Linked DNA regions of Hordeum vulgare: region 2 is linked to region 1. Evidence: chromatin contacts called from public Hi-C data. All regions are on one chromosome and are shown on one strand. The core of a region is the stretch at or near the end of the contact, and the rest is flanking DNA. Distances in the headings are between cores, read along the strand shown.

What was found. Hi-C and Micro-C count contacts between places; a contact is called where the count stands out from the background.
Region 2: a Hi-C map of seedling shows a contact between it and region 1, with 2.1 times the contacts expected there. The contact joins the promoter of LOC123449668 here to the enhancer-like site in region 1. A contact is called at or near these places in 2 of 6 Hi-C or Micro-C datasets (leaf and seedling).

What each region holds. Positions count from the first base shown.
Region 1 is chr4H:575,643,253-575,645,952 of MorexV3_pseudomolecules_assembly, reverse strand. No RefSeq gene overlaps it. Among protein-coding and RNA genes, the nearest start is that of LOC123449666, 21 kb to the right of the region's middle. Within about 2 kb of position 1,387, at least 3 of the 3 cell types and tissues checked have open chromatin away from gene starts, as enhancers often do. A contact at or near this core is called in leaf and seedling, where this site is marked.
Region 2 is chr4H:575,733,698-575,736,397 of MorexV3_pseudomolecules_assembly, reverse strand. LOC123449668 (alcohol dehydrogenase-like 7) reads left to right here and starts at 1,397. Exons shown (of 10, transcript XM_045126958.1): 1 at 1,397-1,527; 2 at 1,604-1,740; 3 at 1,961-2,007. The coding sequence starts at 1,491.

The DNA.
Region 1 (2,700 bases), core at 138-2,637:
CACCGCCACCACCGTCGGGAGCTCCCTCTCGCGTCGCCGTCAAGAGCTCCCTCTCGCGCCGCCAGTCCAAGATCCCTCTTGGTCAGAGCTCCGCCCACCTCAATCCCGCCATCTGAGCTCCCTCTTTCGCCATTGGTCGGAGCTCCATGCGCGTACTTTGCAGAAGCTAAATTGGAGGGGGTGGGGGGTGGCGCCATGGTGCACTGGTGGTGTAGGAGTTCGCCCATATCGCATACAACCTGCCAAACAACATCTCACATTGGCCTGCCCAACACCATGCACACAACCAAACATATATCCCAATTTATTTTTGCATCATCTTAGCCAGGCTAGACTCAGCTAGGATGGTGGATACGATGCAGCGTGAGACTTCCTATTCCCCGACCTACGTTGATGTGGGTCACATGAACATAAAAACTCCTATTCCCCAGCGAATGAGGGGAATACTGAGGAAACACGCACCTCATGTTCCCCGCGCATTTTTGGACCAGCCATATGCGTGGCTGGGAGGCTCTGATTTTTTTTGTTCTTTTTATATACATACTTCTTGTGAAAATACTTGAAATTTAAACATAAATCTGTTTTCAAAAAATGTTCAAACTTTTAAAGATGAACACCAGTTTCATTTTCTTTTCCAAATTTGAAAAAATATAAACATATAAATTTCAAAGAATGATAATGAATTTCAATATCGTTCCTAGATTTCAGAAATTGTTCATGTAGATAAAAACTGTTCACAAATTTGAAAATATTTTAAATTTCTAAAATTCCTCACGTATTTAAAAAAAAATCACAAATCGTTCATTGACTTAAAAAATGTCCATGTATGTGAAAAATATTCCGATTTAAAAAAATGTTCTTCACTCTTAAAATTGTTACCTTATTGCAGAAAATATTCATGAATAATTTTAAAAATGTTCATGAACAATTTAAAAAATATTATTGTACTTGACATCTTGGAACATATCTCAAATTCATGGTTTCACAAAATGTTGACAAATGAATTAAAAAAATCAAAAACATGGTAAAAGTTAAAAAAAAAGGACAGAAAAAGAAATGGAATGTACCAGGGAAAAGAAGAAATAATTTTGGTAAAAATAAAAAAGGCCAGAAAAAGAAATGAAAGAATTAAGACAAAAAGAACCAGTCATGGGCAGATTTAGGGCTTGTTCAAATGTACTCCAGCTTCACGCTTCCAAAACTTCATGATTGAATTTGTCCCGAACAGTTTTAGCCAGAAAAGCTAAATTCGCGAAGCTGCTCATTCCCTATGAGTAAAAAGGAGAAGCCAGGCCGGCCCAGCTTCACCGAAACGTGAAGCGTGGTGTTGGCTCAAATTACCGTGAGCTGCCACCACCAAGTTGATAGCTCCTATGCATCGCTGCCGGTGTCCGTTAACGATCCGGCGCGTGCAGCACTGGTAGCATGAGCCAGCCCATTGGAGTGCTGCCCAGTTTTTCTTGGACTTTTTTGTTACAAAAATAAAAATATAAAATCAAGAAAGGTTTATAGATTTACATAAAAAAGGTTCATCCATTTGAGAAAAAAGTTCATATCTTTAAACAAGGTTCATCAATTTTGAAAAACGTTCATCAATTTGAAAACAAAGTTCATCCAATTTAGGAAAAGTTCATTAATTTTTTAAAAATTTCAATAAACTTTTAAAACATTCAAAAAAAATAGTGAAATTTATGTTTTTTTTAAAAAGTTCACTGAACTAAAAAAAAGTTCATAAATCTTAAAAACGGTATCATCCATTTTCAAAAAGTGGTTCATTAAAATTCAAAAAAATTCATCGATATTCAAAAAAGTTCATCGATCTTAAATCATATTCTCTGAAATTTAAAAAATGTTCATCAATATTCAAATAAGATCATACTTTTTTTTAAAGTCAAACGGCACCTAGATGGGCCGTCCATTTACAAACGTCACATGCGCCAGTTAACAAAAATGTACGTTAACTGACTCTTGTGGCGCCAAATAAGAAATGCCCACCAAGTGTACCGCTTTGTTTCCTCCCTCGAAGAGAAACAACATCTTTCAAATCCTCGCTTAATCCGGTACCCCTTCCTAATTGGGTTGTATCCAGCTGGCCCAATATACGCCTGAGAGGCCACGGCCCTCCCTACTGGGCTGCAGCTATGGAAGAAGTTGCCGTTGTCCCGAACGCTCGTGGGATCGCTCGAATGCTCATGATAGGCCACAGACCTCCCAACTAGGCTGCAACTATGGGAGAAGATGTCGATGTCCCGAATGTTCCTGGAACGTCCTTAGAGCATCTTCAACAGAAACGCAGCAGCGCGAAATAAAGTAGAAGCGACCGCGCAAGGAAACCACATATATGTATTCATAAGTTCGACTCAGCCTTGAGCAGCTGTGAATCCTACCTTGAGAACACCCGGTCCGCCAGGCGCACGGCCTCCTAGGTACCCTCACCATATTGTTCCATCGGTAGTTTATCTGCACCAGGGTTGATGCTGAAGCGAATGCGTCGTCTTGGCTCGCTTGATGAGGTCTTGAGGGAGAAGTTGATCTTGCGTTGGGTTGCCTTGAAGTGCTTGGAAATGATATGATCACGTGGTGAGGCATGCACGGTGAGCCCGTGTGATGAGGTCGCACGATGAGGCCGGAGCGACGAACGAGCAATGCGACAGGGGCGTAGTTGATTTATCTGCATAACATAGTACATTTTGGTTGCAA
Region 2 (2,700 bases), core at 148-2,647, 90 kb before region 1:
ACCATGGGTTTTTTCTCCAGCAAAGACAAGGGCAAGTTCCCGACGTTCCCGTCGCCATCGTCTTCCTCCCGTCCGCCTCAGCAGCAGGTGAGCGTACCCGTGCACCAGGCGAGATGGCACTGGGAGCACCGCGTCTCCCTCCCTTACCCCGATGTCACGCTGCTGCACGACTCACATTTGGATCCGGAGAGGATCTGAGTGCCAGCCAGGCCGAAGTTAAGGAGGAGGAGTGATGTGCTGCCCAGCAAGCGCCAGTGCAACCTCCACGGACGACGTCGCCTCCGCCTGGGAGACGACCTTCCCTTGGGCTGGGCTGGTGCTGACGCTCGTCGACCTCACCGACCCCGCGATGACGACAAGGACGTTTAGGACAGCGCGCCTCCTCGTTTTTAGTTTAGTTTATTTTATGTTTAATGTAATGCACACTATCGCCCACATTAAATATTTAATTAATTGTTCCTATATTTTTAAAATGTTTATTTATGTTTTTTTCATTGCTTAAAAATAGGTCATGACCGCGTTAGGCGCAAGAGCTGATACAATTACAAAAGTGGATACGAATGTAAGCCGAACCGATCCAAACGAATAAAATGCAGACGTAGCACGCGTTCATTTGGATCGGACGCGTTGGAGTTGCTCTTACCGTATCCTGACCACTTTCACTGTTATGAACAGGCGAAGAATGCAAACCCGTCCATCCGTCCAAATATGAACAGGGCGCTATCCATCCTGCCGGCCTCCCTCGTCAGCTCCCTTCATTGGCGCGCCAAGCACATAGCCGACCTCGCACGATGTCCTGGTGCGGCGTGTCCGTCGAGCGATGCAGCAGTCACGGGATGCGGCAGAGGCCCTCGCGACGACGGATGTTGGAGAGGTGGAATCACACTCTTCGGCGTCCCGTAGGGTGTAGCAGTGCGCTCGACGCAACCGCGTTGTGGTGGACGTTGGCTCCTGTGAAAAAGGATCCGTCATCGACCTCACATTGATTGGCACCGTTCAGGTTACGGGCTCCGACGAGGAAGAGTAGGACATCAGAGACGGCAAGAGCTCGATTCCCGTGAGCCGGCTAGTGTCTCATGTCACACTCTACCTCGTCAACAAGCGGACCGACACTATAAAAAGCGCAACCAACCATTGAACATGGACACGACGAAGCCGGACGAGGTCCGCTTAGTATTAGGTTTACGTTGCATGTAACAATGTGAATTTAAGATTTCTAATTGTATCCAGACGTAGAATATAATATTTCAAACGTAACCGGTCAGTGTGTGCGAACCATCCGCGTCCATGGTTGTTGAGTGATCAGATTTGCTCTTACCGTATGCAGACCACTTTCACTGATATGAACGGGAGAAGAATGCAGGTCCATCCGTCCATATATAAACAGAGCGCTATCCATCCTGCCGGCCTCCCTCGCCAGCTCCCTTCCAACACTCCAAACCAGGCAAGCAGACACCCCATCAGCAGCATCCTCTTCTCTCGTCTCGCCGATGGAGGACAAGCACCCCAAGCCCATCCGCTGCAAAGGTACGCGGCCAAGATCTCCGAGCTTTTCCTTGTCATGCATGGGCGTGGCTAACCGTGCTTCCACGGCGGCGAGCAGCGGCCGTGTGCAGGGCCGCCGGCGAGCCGCTCGCCGTGGAGGAGGTGGTCGTGGACCCGCCCAAGGCCCACGAGCTCCGGCTCAAGATCGTCTGCACCTCGCTCTGCCACAGCGACGTGACCTTCTGGCGCATGAAGGTACGCGCCCCCCTCCATCCATCCATCCATGATCCCCGCTCCGCCGCGTGCGTGCGTCCGCCATTGCCGGGCCGTGGAGAGCCGCACAGCCAGGCGGCTCACGCGCCGCAGAGGACCACCGCCGACGACGCGAGCTCAGATTCGCCACACGCGTGGGAGCAGAGCAGGGCGGCCATGCCGCCATTTATGACCCGTGTCGGCTACTGTCCGTGCGTTGCAGGACTTCCCCGGCGTCTTCCCCAGGATTTTCGGCCACGAAGCGTTCGGGTGAGTGCTCCCTTCTCCATCCCTGTCTGTCAGTCCGTGGAATTGTAGCAGTACCGCGCACGCACGCTCTTTGAAAACTCCGCGCGTGACTTGTGTATGGGCTTCCGTCGTTGATCTTACTACAAGTCAAGTCTGCCGGACGCATCATGCGTTTCGACCCATATCGGCATATATGCACCATTCACGTCCCTGTTCTTTGTTGGTATGTACAATGCCCGGCACTGTTTGATAGGAACAGACGAGAAAGCTGCTGCTGCTTCCGGTGTACATATCTTCTTTTCATTGTAATAAGAAACGTGTGGGTGTCATCTAATTGTCAACTAACTAATTAATAGGAAAATGCTATGTGACCAAGAAATAGCAGGTGGATCCATAGAGCATGGTTAATAATACAGCCAATGCCCGGCTCTAAAGATTTGTGATGTCCAATCTAATAGCTAACATTATAATAGTAAGTTTTTAATATGTACTGCTTCCTCCGTTCTTCAATAGATGTTTTTAGAGATTTCACTAAAAACTATATATGAATGTATATAGATATACTTTAGACATCAGATTCGCTTATTTTGCTTTGCATGTGGTCCAATAATGAAATCGCTAAAAAAACTTATATTTAAGAATGGAGTGGGTACTTTATAAAAAATTGTCCCATCTTATAATCTCATAAACTGCCTTCGGTATCGTACTGCAGTT